Regions from separate parts of the Mus musculus genome. Here regions 2 and 3 are each linked to region 1. The links are chromatin contacts, called in public Hi-C maps. All regions are on one chromosome and are shown on one strand. The core of a region is the stretch at or near the end of the contact, and the rest is flanking DNA. Distances in the headings are between cores, read along the strand shown.

Evidence for each region. A called contact is a pair of places that touch in the nucleus more often than the background predicts.
Region 2: a contact with region 1 is called in a Hi-C map of CD4 T cells, with 1.5 times the contacts expected there. The contact joins two enhancer-like sites. A contact is called at or near these places in 3 of 484 Hi-C or Micro-C datasets (CD4 T cells and liver) and 2 of 9 other capture datasets (adipose tissue and liver).
Region 3: a Hi-C map of CD4 T cells shows a contact between it and region 1, with 2.3 times the contacts expected there. The contact joins two enhancer-like sites. A contact is called at or near these places in 4 of 484 Hi-C or Micro-C datasets (B cells, CD4 T cells, group 2 innate lymphoid cells and 1 more).

The regions. Positions count from the first base shown.
Region 1 is chr16:52,003,726-52,008,437 of GRCm38.p6, forward strand. No RefSeq gene overlaps it. Among named protein-coding and RNA genes, the nearest start is that of Gm29686, 19 kb to the left of the region's middle. Within about 2 kb of position 3,461, at least 31 of the 459 cell types and tissues checked have an H3K27ac peak or open chromatin away from gene starts, as enhancers often do.
Region 2 is chr16:52,144,279-52,149,191 of GRCm38.p6, forward strand. All of the region lies in intron 9 of Cblb (Casitas B-lineage lymphoma b), which reads left to right. Among named protein-coding and RNA genes, the nearest start is that of Gm23513, 42 kb to the left of the region's middle. Within about 2 kb of position 3,248, at least 46 of the 459 cell types and tissues checked have an H3K27ac peak or open chromatin away from gene starts, as enhancers often do.
Region 3 is chr16:52,179,735-52,184,114 of GRCm38.p6, forward strand. It overlaps Cblb (Casitas B-lineage lymphoma b), which reads left to right. Exons shown (of 18, transcript NM_001033238.1): 14 at 3,478-3,624. Among named protein-coding and RNA genes, the nearest start is that of Gm23513, 77 kb to the left of the region's middle. Within about 2 kb of position 2,472, at least 65 of the 459 cell types and tissues checked have an H3K27ac peak or open chromatin away from gene starts, as enhancers often do.

The sequences.
Region 1 (4,712 bases), core at 2,211-4,710:
TTGGTTTCTTGAACTGGAAAAATAATAAAAGAACTATAGAGCTGGAAAATATAATTTTAAGTATTTGTATAAAAGAAACCACTATTAAGTCTGGTTCATACCTAAAATTACAGATAATATAATTTCAGTCAAATACCAAATGAGTGATGATCCAACTTATGGAAACAGAATTTTTCAGCAACAAAATTACTGACCATCCATTATAATATCTGTCCTTTTAATTAGTTTTTTAATCTTTGCATTTCTGCTATGAATGTTCCTTTTCAAAACACTTGAGTTATAATACCTTCTGTAATATATCTCTAGCTTCAATAATTAAATTTTCAATCCACAAAAAATTAATTGGGTTTTGTAAGTGAACTTCATAGAAATTACAACTCAAATATATAGAATAAGGTGATATTAAATTTTATTTTTGAAATTTAATTAGAAAATGTATTAATATCACTATTTCATAATTGACTCACAGAAAATAAAAATATTACTTTTAGCTTATGTAATAATTTAAATTTTATTAAATTATGAAACATTTGTACAAATGATTAACAAATAGTCTCATAAAACCAGTGTGTTAATATCAGAAATATTTGTTGTTTACTCATGGAATAGTCTGGTTTTATTGCCTTTGACAGATGTAATAGCTCCCCTCTAAGGTTTTGATGATGGTTCAGCCAGTAAAAGTGCTTGCTATTCAAGCATGAAGACCTGAGTTGGGAGTCCCAGTTCCTATATAAAAGCCAGGCACGACAGCAAGCAACTGTACTTTAGTGCAGTGGAGGCTGAGACAGGACCCTTGCCATTTGTTGGCCTTTCAGTCTAGCACATCAGTGAGCCCCAGTCTAACCAAAGCAGTCTGAAAGATATAGAAAGGGCTAGTACGATGGCTCTGCAAATAAGGTACTTACCACCAAGTCTGATGACTTGATTTCTATTCCCAGAACAACACAGCCAATGTTGCCTTTCAGGTTTCAAATGCATGCGTGAGCGCGAGCACACTCACATAACCCTGAACCAAACACATGCACAGACAGACAGACAGCAGACACACACACACACACACACACACACACACACACACACACACACACACACACGGCATTCATGTGGACTCACTGTGTGAGTCCCTTCTACATCATGATTTGGGGACTTACGCTTCTTTCACTTTGTCTTATCATCTGTCTTGGAGCGCTTCTCATGGACTTAGCAAATTAGAAGTAAAGAGCACAGGAAGACTGGTTGCTCTAGTTTATGAAATATTGATTAATATTGATTGCTCTAGTTTATGAAAGATTTTTTCCAATTATTTGAAAAGTCAATGCACTCGTTTTGCCTGCACACAGTTAGGGTCATTTTCACATTCTATCTGTTCTCAAGTTAACAAAACTCAAGAGTTTCATTTTTTTTATCAATTTGATAATTTACTAGCCTATTTGGGGAAATTAAAAACATGATGAGGGTAATTATAAACTTTTAATTATGCTAAATTATGATTTATAACAAACCCACTAGGAGACACCTTGGAGAACACATGCTACAAACAGCAAATCCACCTTCTATTTCTATGCATTTCAGTTTTTCTATTGCTCTCCATTTTCATCGTTTATTGTATAACTGATATTGAGTCAAGCAATTAAACACTATTTAAAAGTTTTTGAAATTTAGAAAATTATTATATCAGCTAGGTTTACGTTTAGCAGAGAGCAGAACCCACAGTGACTTCATCAGATGGATTGCTCAGGTTTGTCATTAGAACATGTGGCCACCAGCATAACAGTCCAGACAGATGCAGTACCTTCCTGGTTTTAGACATTCCAAGGCTCATATCTTCCTCATAATAATATAGTATTTTGTCATTATAGGTATAATATTGATGTCATAATCCTAGCTATTGGATCTGTGCTCCAGGCAGAATTTAGAAGGAAATGAAAACAGCAGTAGCATTTTAGTATTTTTCTTAACCTCTTTGGCTAGGAAACACTGCTTCCTTAAATCTACCTCCTAGATCTCACTACCCACCATTAGCTGGCCGTGAACTGAATACATTATCAACCTCAAGTAAAAGTTAGACTTTGGTTGGGACTGCAACCCAGTTATCAAAAGCACTTGCTTAGCAGTCCAGGAACTCTGGGTTCAGTCTCAAGCACTGTATAAGTAGGTGTGGTATGGTTCTACAGGTTTGTGATCCCAGGATAGGAGAGGGGAAAGCAGGAATATCCGAAGCTTGAGGGCATCAGCTACATAGAGACTCTCTCAGGGCAGCCTGGGTTATGTGAGAAAGTATTTTTTAAAAGACCCAAAAACCAGAAGTCAATGTTGTATTATACTTCCTAAGAAAGTACTGAAGTTTGATAATTTCTTACTAAAATTTACTGTTTTCTACATTTTCAATTTATTTATTTTCATTAAATTAAACTTATTTCTAATGTTATGCATATAATGTTTTTAAGTTGTGTGTGTACATCATGTGTGTGTGTGCATGTGTGCGCGCGTGCATGTATACATATATGTACTGTACACATGGTAGGTAAGCACTCACCGAATGAGAAACATCCCAGACCTTAAAGTTTACTTATATAGTTAAGACAAAAGCATACATCAAAAACTTCCTAGGTAACAATAGTCTATTCTCAAGATCTTTCAGATTTTTGTCAGTTATACTGTGACATTGTCTTTCAGTAGAATGCTTATTGAGACAAATAATTCTTATTGTTAATTTTCTTAAGTTTCTTGAAAGTTAAAGTGATTGATAATGAAAACTTAACTCGATAGTGAAATAGGTTGCTGTCAATGTTGGCTAGATTATATTGAGTTTAGTAGTAGTTTTGAATTTTACCATAATGCTCTGTTGTGCCACACATCTTAGGCTCTGTGTTTTGTAGAACTTACAACATTTAAATTGCTGAAATGTATTATATCTCCAGATCCTCATAGCATAATAAACAACAGAGAAAAGACCCACATTAGTGCTTTACAATTCCACATATTTAAAATAATTTTTTTCAATTGAGGTATTTGTGTGTATGTCTATGGGTCTGTACATGTGAGCAAATGTATCAATGGAGATCCAAAGAGATTGCCAGGTATCCTGGAGCTGAACTTAGAGGTAACTAGTATGTAGATGCTAGGAACTGAACTCAGGTCCTCTGGAAGAGCAACAAGAGTTCTTAAATGCACCGACATCTCTCCAACCCCAAACTCTATTTTTTAAACTGTGTATATATTGTATCTGTTTTTAAATGTTTTATTCCAAAAATATACGACAATCAACCTTGTATTTCCCAGAGCCACCATGAGTGCACTTTTGAAAGAAAAATGTTATAGATCCTACATCAGAAATCTGGAAGGCACTACCGCTTGAAAATGTTGATTAAATACTGAAAGCTGTGAGGATGAGGCTGTTTCCAGGCAGTCTGTCAGATCAGAGAACACAAAAGAAGGCCTTGTTGTGGTTGGCAGCAAGCTACTCCCAGCAAGCAGAGTCTAATAACTTCGTAAATGTGGCCCTGAACCACATCTGTAAGAACTAGAGACATCTGCATAACAGAAACTCTTCATCTGGTGTGAGACTATGGTAGCAGGGACACACAGCTCTCCCTCACCAGGTCTTCCTGGGGGAACTCCAGACTCTGGAGGTTGAATAAGCCAGGAAGAGAAGAAGGGAGTCTCAAGATGACTTCGGTCAACCCCAGAAACAAAAGAGAAAGAGCAGTAGAGTCATTTGCCCATTCTCAGAAATCCAAATGCCGTCCTTCCGCGCTCCCAAGAGGAGCGTCAGACTTAGATGAAATCTGGAAGTAGCCACGAGTACTAAAGTTTGGCTTAGGGAGTATAGGAAGGTCAGAAAAGATTATTTCATGGTCTCCACCTTATTAAGCTGCCAGTGCTTATATTGGGGCACTGGTTTATAAAAGACCTTGGCTGAAGACCTTTAACCTGTGGCGGAACTTCATTTTGCAAGACCTTGGGTTATTCTTACCGTATTACTGAGAGGTCCATGTCTTAGACTGTTTGTCCAGACCAGGAAGTATGATGTTAATCTCAGCCTCTTTTGACTTCACTTCATCTTTAACTCAAGTCCTCAGTTAGGATTTATGAATCTGTCCCTAACACATGCTCAGTGAAAATACTCAATGCATTCCCACACATTTTTGACATTGAAACCTGACTTCACATTTTTAGGATGTAGAAACATCGAGGAAGAGAAGGTCAGAGATGAAAATATTGTGGCATATGATTTAAAGTGTTTACATTTTAAAATCAATTTAAAAGGAAATTCAAGAAATGAAGCAACTAGGAAAATACCTTAAAACAATAACGTTTAAAGTTCTTCATCAGAAATGACAGGATATTATTACTTAGAAATACCACTTTATATTGAATTAAAGGATCAACTAATGAGAGATAATTTAATTTGCTTAAAGCTGAGTTTATTTAACAATTGAGTTCATTACTAAATTGTTTCATAAAGTGCTCTTTGCATGTTGCTTAAGGGGCGAGAGGAAAGAGATCATGAAGACCACCCTGGGTAGTGTGGCAGCCAGTACATAGATATACAGTTTTAATCCTACTTAATTGTAATTAAGCGAAATTTAAGAAGCATTTCCCAAGTAGCCTTAGCCATCTCTTTTGTGTTCAGCAGCCACATGTGGCTTTTAGGTGACGAACTGGGAAGCTGGGAGTAAGGAACAATTCATCTTTTCTGATAGCCAAAG
Region 2 (4,913 bases), core at 1,998-4,497, 140 kb after region 1:
TCAGATTCTTCTGCACCTTAGGACATTTCAGATGAAACTGTACAAAGTGCGGTTGACCTTTCACCTCCTCTGACTGCCTGTGTAGGGGTATTTAGGTCTGCTTCACCTGACACGCATGCAGGATGCCAGGATGAGTGCTGAACTGAGAAGAAGTCAAGTTGTATCGCTTTGGTCTAGTAATGCCGTTCTTAGGCATTCCTGAGAGGGGAAGAAAGCTTCTTTTTTTGCTTTTGTTTATTTGTTTGTTTGTTTTTATTGTTTTTTTTAAAGGAATGCATAAATTTAGGATAGTGCACACCCGGGGGCCTCAAATCTGCAATACGGCCATGTTATGCATTCTGGGAATTGACATGTTTGATCTAGTGCTGTGCTTACTATTGGGAAGGTAGATGGTTTAACATGGTGCTATTTGCTTGACTGGGATGAAAGCTATTGTTTAATACACTCTGCATATGTAGCTTACCTTGTAGCCTAAGGTGGGTCTTTTAACTGTATGCTTGAGTGTAAAACAAGAAAAAGTGTGGTAATTCTGTATACTCTTTGAAGGACTGCTTATCATCTTTTTTCAGCTTTCTGTAAAGCTTTGTTTCAGTCTGCTGCATAAAAGGGCATGGCATTCATTCCAGCTTCTTCCTCCTGTGTTGTTGATGCTCTGCCCCTTACGTTACCACAGCTTTGCCTATAGTTCCTCTTTCTAGCTGATAATCAGTTCCCGGATGCCTTGCATACATTTTCATAGTAATGTTAGAGACCTTACATGTAGATATGTCCAGTAGTGTTCATAAATTATTAGCCCTTACTGTTTCCCCTTTTAATACTTAACTCCCTCTCAGTTTCACTGTTTGAAATTGGGGAAGTGCGTGCACGATCAAGCACTGGAAACAGGAGGAAATCAGTAGACGTTATTTGAAAAAGTGCTAGTAAATTAATAACTTATTAAGTAAAATTTTAAAAAGTAACTATTTCAAATGTGTTCATGAAATTGAAATATGTCTCCCGTTAAATTACACTTACACCACTAGTGAGTACTGTTATCTTAAACAGATGGTCAGCTTTTGCATATAGACAAAGAAAAAATGGCAAAATTTTGATATCTCCTCACAAAAATAGTATTTTAATAAATGTTCTGGTTCAGTCTGTACAATTCCATAAGCTTCTTCCTGGTTACATTGTAAACATGTCTATGTATACCCATTTGCAGTCTAGAGTATGGATTTCTGATACAGGGATCGCTTTGCATATTCATGTCCGTGCATGTAGGCGGTTACCCAATGCTGATTTTCAGGTCAGATGCTATGAAGGAAAGTGGAGGGGGTGGGGGGGGGGCATGAGATTCTTCTAACTGGACAGTGCTGTAATCATCGATGGAAAACCTCATGGAGTGCTTGTTTTAGACTGTTAGTTCTTCATGAGAAGGCATTACCTTTCAGAGACCTTGGCGTCCTCTCTCCCTGACAATGTGCCTGAAAACTTGTAGCCACAGGTACATGTGTTCTGTGCTGTAGACATTGTACCCTGTTATTTACCTCTGCTGCTCGCTTAACCTCTGGCACAGATGGCCACAAGACCTGGCTTCTACTTACTGTGTTCTCTCAAGGAATATTTGCAGTGACGTCTGATGCACATTTTCCTCATTTTTAAGTAACTTGTCATTTGGACATGGCTTGAAATTCCTAAAGTGGCAGTCTGGAATCACTGCATCTCAGTGGGGTATCACTAGTGAAAACTCGATAATCAGTAAAGGTGTCTACTACGGGGTAAGGGGCATTCCTACATCCACATACAGGTATCACTCAATATGCCCTGCTGACTAGGTTATCAGTGTTCAAAGCCTTCCAGTTAGTGCATGAGCAGCAATATTGTGTGATCTTTTAGACATGTTATTAAAAAAGTTTCCTTTATTAAGAGCAAGTGTTACAAATTTAATTCAATTAAAACATAGTGAAAAAACGTTCAGTAACAAGCCCCTGTTGGGAGTGTCAGTTTGAGGCTCACTGGATTTAACTGATGGTGTGTGCCTGAGCAGAGCACATCTATAGAACATTTCTTTCCTTCTGTAATATATTGTCAAACCTTGAATCTAAACTTACAGATTTACTGGAAGATTTCTGAGTTTCGGAGCTCTGGGCTGAAAGAAAGGCAGGTTGTAACAGATGTCTCTGTGTTTTTACTTTGCCCGTGTTCCAAAATGATACAGTACAGGGTCTTTTTTTTTTTTTTTCCTTTTTTCTTTAAAGCTGTTAGTTTTACTTCACGGGATTTTCCACTGTTACAGCCTTATAAAAAGTTAAGCTTTTAAGGTCAATCATGCACAGCACAAATCTATCGTTGAACAACACCCTTTGATAGGAACAAACCTGGGCACGTCAACATTTGCTTCCCGAGAAGTCAAGCCTGTTGCTTTGACTTTTATTTTAAGGAGGATCTCTTGAGCAGCTCGTGTCTCTATAGCAATCTCTGAGCAGAAAGGAAGTTCAGACGTAGTTTCTACTTTAAACTCACTGCTAGAAGTTTTATAGATGGGATTACTACCAGTAATTACCTGAAACGAGTATCTGCTTCTCCTGCAGCTTTAATTAGGGACATGAAACCGTTTCCTCTACCTTTACAGTTCTTTGGTTAGGTGTGCTGATATGAAAATGCTTTTAGGGAAATGCATGCCTCCCAAGGAGTTAGGATGTATCTGTCAGCATCCAACAGGGAACACTGAACCTGGACTACAAATTATAATGTGTTCAAGAAAGTGCATTTTTAGCAAGTTGTTCTTCACTAAAATTGTCTTTCATTTGATGCCCTGTTTTAGTTTAACTCCAATTCATTGGGGACTTAAATTTGATGTAATTAACAGCAAACCTAACAAAGGCACAGTAGTGGTTGCTGTTACAGTCTGTCAGTGGGTGCTCCTTAATTGCTGTCATAATGGCCTATTAGTCATGCCTCCAAAGAGGTGTCAGATTTTTTTTTTCATTTTCTGAAACATCTGTGTTATTTAATAAATTGAATAACCACGGAAGAGTTTGCCCAGAATACCAAGTAAGTTAAATAATATGCTTTGTGGAGCATTTGAAGCTGAGTTTCTCTGGGTGCGGCTTCTCTGTTTCACTCTTGATCAGTAAAGCTCGCGGGCACCCCTCTCACTTTCACCTGTCACTAAGAGGCAGAGAAAACATCTCCATGCAGAGTCCCGAGAGCATCTTCTTCCTGTGTACACAGTCTGTAAAGCACTGCAGTAACCCAGCAGCGGCACTGCACACAGGGTAAGGTAAGGAGCTGCGTCTCTCTTGACAAAACAGAGGCAAACAAGCAGTTCTGCTAAACCACGTCTGCGCTTCCAGATGACGCAGGCAGCAAACTTTGAATGTCTCACATAAAAAAGGCCATCACTGTCAATGCCACGCAGCTATACTTTGAATTCTGCCAACAACCCTAGTTTTATGAAATGGAAACTTAACTTCTGTGGCTTTTCCCCTAGACTTTTCTTCAGACACGTTTGCAGGAAAGACTTTTCTGTGTCCAAAGTGTTGTAAGAAAACAGTGAGTGCATTCAAATATGAGTGTGGCGTTAATGCCGTACGATCAAATAGAGCACTGTGGAGAGGCAAAAATCTAGCTCACTGCGTATGTCTCAGTGAGAAACAGATATGATTCTGGCTTATTTTAAAAGCAACATTCGCATGTCTAACCTTCTAGAAACTTTTTAACGAAAACTAAAACAATATTTGCTTTTAAGACCGTTTCAAACGTACATTTCTCTCTTTGCCTTCTACTGTCTCTTTTCTGGGTTAGTGTGATAGAACAGACTGGAGCGTCTCTTTCTCAGAGGGGGACTGAAGGAGTTGGGAGTCTTGGTGAGCTAGTGCAATGGAGCAGGCGTGAGGAGTACCCAGGCCTGAGAGGAGGGCGGGTTGACGGTGAGGTGTAAATCAGAGAAGCCTTTGAAGAGGCTGGCCTCTCCCTACACCTTGCTGAGGCACCGACCCTCTTATTTGTGCCCAGTCTAGCAGGCCTCAGATTCCTGGCCAGTCTCCTGTCTCCACCTCCCATTTTGTCCACAGGAGTGGTGGGATTGCAGACAGGTGCCACTTATCTGCATCCAACTGTCTGTTCCAGTCTGCGGGCTTGAAGGAAAGGGCCTGTACCTGTGGAACCACCTCACCCACTGCAGCAAAAATAAACTCCCGGAGAACAAGTCTAAGTTAGCCTAAGTCTGCTAACTAACTCAGTAGACGGATTCTCACAGCACCACAGTGTATTTGAGAACTGAAATGGACAATTTGGGAACAGTATTAGTTGACACCAACACTCTACTGTGGGCTGTTCTTTTTGAAGACTTATTTTTATTTGATGTGTATGAATGTTGTGCCTGTGTGTTGTCTGTGTGTCACAGCTGTATCTGTGGAAACCAGAGAATGGCATTGGGTCCCATAGAACTAGAGTTACAGGTAATGTGAACCACCATGTGGGTGCTAAGAACTGAACCCTGGTTTTCTGCAAGAGCAATAAATGTTCTTAACCTCAGAGCCATCACTGCTGCCTAAGCCATCTAAGCGAGTTGCTGTTAGTCACAGCGCTTCACTAATAATTCAGAAAGCAAATAAATTACATGTGTAACGCTTATCTTAAGACGTTTAAGAGACAATGTGTCATGGTGTGTGTGTCTGTGTGTGTGTCTGTGTGTGTGCGAGAGAGAGAGAGAGAGAGAGAGAGAGCAAGCAAGCAAGCAAGCAATGTGGTGATTCTGGTAATAGTTTCAACTTGCAGTGTTCATTTGCGTGCTTAAAGACTGTTTATAGTAAAGCAGATTTGTTTTCTTCATTATTTTTTCTGTATTTTCTATCATTGGATTGTTGTGGCCTAAAGTTATGTTTATGTATATTAATTTAAGGTGTTAATGGATGGTATATAAATCTAAA
Region 3 (4,380 bases), core at 1,222-3,721, 180 kb after region 1:
CTCCAATTAGGAATGAAAACCACTTGAAGAGGGTGATATTTGAGGTCCATTATCAAAGTAAATGGTAATGGCATGTGCAGTCAGTCTGCCCTGTGGTTATTCTGGGAGTAGGCAGTTCTTGGGAGGAATATGTTTGTGAACCTTCAGCTTTGAAAGGTGGCCTCAGAAAGTATCACCGTGATGGAAATAGACCTCTTTCTCAACATGGCGAATGTGCCTGCACACTCAAGCCAGTGAGTCACCATGAGGATAGGAAGGCTCAGATGAGTTTCAAGTTAAGGGGATAATGGTTTTGCAACCTGGAAAAATGTACCTCCTGTGCTATGACTCAGGAACAGCAGCAGAATGGAAGAGGTAGCAGGAATGTGGAGTCATATAACAGTGTAAATGTGTGTAAATGGATGCAAATGGCTTGGTATCTTTCCTTTGGAGCCAGCCAGATAGCTGTCCTACTTTGTTCCTCCGGGACCCTGGAGGAACACAATGAAAATAATATCTTTCCCTTAAGATATACCAGTGACTGACTGAGTCTCCATGTCCCTAAGTCCACCATCTAGATAACATACACACAGACAGTGACTCTGTGTCTAGTTATGCTGACACCTGTTGACTCATAGGCTATACAAAAGTTTGGATACAATGCATAGACTTTGGGTCAGCTTGATCTCTCTGACTTTTTTATTTACAAGTTCTTTATGATAAAATTTTAATAAATATTAAAACATTAACCTAAGAGAAAATAGTGAACTTTCTTACAAGACTTTATTAAAATGATAAGTAGAAAATACCAGGATGGGCTGGTGAGATGGCTCAGTGGGTAAGAGCACCCGACTGCTCTTCCAAAGGTCCAGAGTTCAAATCCCAGCAACCACATGGTGGCTCACAACCATCCGTAACGAGATCTGACTCCCTCTTCTGGAGTGTCTGAAGATGGCTGCAGTGTACTTAAATATAATCAATAAATAAATCTTTAAAAAAAATACCAGGATGTATTTTTTATATTTCAATACAAATGGCACATAGCTTTCTTAACTTCTAGTTATAACTCACCAAGATCCATTCAACCTAATAAAATGTCTAACTAGTAGCTTCTAAAACTGAACCCTTAGTTTTTGATAAAATGATAGATAATTATTGCCTTTCATATTTACATCAGATGCTCTCTGACTAACAAAAGAGTGAGTGGTATTTAGCCAGGCAAGATCTTCTGTCAATGAAGGGTAGCATCCAGAGCTAACCACAACAGGTGTGGTTTGTTTGTTTTTTTTTTTAATTGTTTATTTCTTGCACTGACAAGATGGTTTCTTGCTACAAGGTCTGATCACCTGAGTTGAATCCCTGGGAACGGCAAGATAGGAGAGAGTAAGAACTGATTGCCACAAGTTGTCCTTGACCTCCATCCATACCTTGGCATGAGCACACACATCCCAATACATACTATATGTTATGCAAATTAAAAACAAGTATTCTTCCTTCAGAGTGAAGTGCTTCTTGGAAATCATTAAATTATTGAAGTAACCTGTAAGACAGATTTGAACTTCCACCTCTTGATGTAGTTATTGAATATTAAGTCAAAGGTCCCTTTTGTCTCTGAAGTATTTACTTAAGTGGTATGTATAGAGATGGTGTTCACTGAGACTGGAAGCAGAGCAGGATGAGGATGGGAACATGCAGGGCCCACTTCCTCTGCCTATAGAGACGTCCTGGTCTTTGCAGAGGTTGGTGAGATTGATGTCTGTCTCCAAGAATTTAGTGTTTGCAAGAAAATACAGTTATTTCTATCCTAACCATATTAAAACACCATCAAGTCATCATTTTGAAACATCTTTACTTTTGTCACCTTTAGTTGCAAGGTGTGTCTTCTAGGATTCAACTAGAGTGACTATAACACTATTGTTTGTTTATGAATTTCATAGCCTGTGTTCTGGGCTGTGTAGAGACCCCTCTGCTACTACAACAAAGCTTCAGGTTACCATTAACTGACATTTGGATCCTGAAGTATCTCTTAACAAACAGAGCTTTAAAAATCAATACTGAAAACTTCTTCAAAGACAAACTAAAAGTATAAGCTTTTGAAAACTCCCAAGGGAAGGTTTTCCGTGATCTCTGAATACAGTTGAAACTTTAAATATGAGCACACACATACATGCACACACACACACACACACACACACACACACACACACACACACACACACATACAAAACACCTCTGACATTTTTTTCTATTATAACGGGTGTTCAGCCACACTGACCCAAAAGTGAAATCATTATAGAAAGTTCTCCAAAATCCAAAGCTTTTTTGAGGATTACATGAGGGATACGACTGGTAAAGTCTGCAACTGTTCCAAAATTTGAGGGGAAAAAATAATCTGAAAAAATGTTTTAGTCCCAAGAAGTTCAGACAGGGACACTCAGCTCTCGGAGAGAAGAATACAAAATGAAAATGAAACTTTGTGGTGAGAAGAAATGAAAATGGAAAAAGAAAAAAGACAAAAAGCCACATAGGCATCGACTGCCTCACGTACCAGAGGGCTCCTGCTCCCTCTGCCGAATGTGCTGGAACATTACACTGTTTTGTGTTTTTTTTTTTTTTTTGGGGGGGGGGGAACATTTTCCGTGAAGTTTATAATAATTAAAGTGGCTTGGATCCGAGTTTTTCTAGTGTCTTGCAAACTAGCTGTCTTTCTACCTGTTGGCCAAGTTGCATTTTAACATTTTTTTTTTTGGACTGTTGTCTTGGGCAGTAGCAAAGGTTAAATTAAAACCCACACAGGAAGTAGAGTACTTTTCAATTTTATTTTATATATTTTCCCAAATGATCAAGTAAAATGCTCAAATCCACCACGGTATCCCGCTAAGTGTTTTATTCGTTGCAGTTAGGTATTACACTTAGGTATCATGAGTTACAAAAACAATCCATCTCAAAGATTTATTTCTGTCATGATCGGCTTCTAATTGTGGACACGTTTCGTTCTTAATTGTTGCAGTGGGAGGAACTCTAGCACTACAGTTATAAGTTGACAAGATAGTTAAATTTCTCTCATGTATGGCTTTTTTAAAACTATGGGTATTAGCCATAGACCAGTTTGAACCTTTAAAGAACCTCTTGTTTCCAGTTGATTTCAGTGTATCCTTATCACTTTTGCTGATTTCCAGTACATGGGAGGGAGCAATTAACATTTTAATAGCTTGGACTTGAATAATTGTACACATCTTATGTTAAAGCTTTATTTATAAAACCCTTTCATTTTCGTAATTTTCATTTTTTTCTTAGTTCACCCTTAAAAACCACAGGTATGAATATCTTATCTTAACATTTCAAGGCCTTCCATTTCTATTGGATGTAAGAACAGTTTACAGTTGAAAACTTCCAGTGACAAAGCAGTTTCTTCATTGTTCTATGTCACATCAGACCTTCCTGCTCTGGTATTTATGATGCTTAAACCAGATTGGATTTTCTTTTCCCTCTTGGTAGGTGTACTGGTCCATTAGCAAATTGTCTCTCAGAGAAAACTAGAGACACGGTAGAAGATGATGACGATGAATACAAGATTCCTTCATCCCATCCTGTGTCCCTGAATTCACAACCATCTCATTGCCATAATGTCAAAGCTCCTGTTCGGTAAGAAGATGAGCATCTCTGTATCATCCTGCATCGGCATAAGCATCGTCATGCTGTCAAACGTGGGGGTTGTTTCTATGCGGTTCAATAGTATGTGATTGGTTAAAAATCCTGTTCCTTGCCTAGCCTGTAGTTCCTATATATTTCCTTCATTGCTTCCACATAAAAGATTTTGTTGCCTTCTTCCCCACCCCCACAAAAGGCCAAATTACAATCTAATAAAAAGGAGCTATACGTTACATATAATGATGATTAATTCATGCATTTCCCCTAAGATATTTTAATGAATTTCAAAAGGTCCAAGCATATATATCATGAAGAAATATTAGTGCTTAGAAACTAATATTAAGGTACTAGGTCAACCTGCTTAAGAATTTTTCTTCATAATGTGAAGGCTAGAATAATTTATATTCATTTTCCTTCTTGATATGTAATATACTTCTACTGAAATCATAATACAATGGGGGGGAAGCCTTAACGTTACTTCTGTTAACTTCTTTTTTGAGCAAATACCTTCTCTTGCATGAGCTAAGAATACAAAGATCACTGGGTTTTGTTGTTTTATTTTGCTGTGTTTTCTTTTTCTTTTTCCCCTCATTATAATAGGAGCATTATTGGTCTTCAAAGTGCCAGTCACATTGACTTTTATAAGAATTATTGATAATGGCTTACATGTTTTGAAATATGTTTGTCTCTAAGCAAAATCATGGCTTTGCATGCATGAAACTTAATACAGTTACAGTAACATTTATATAA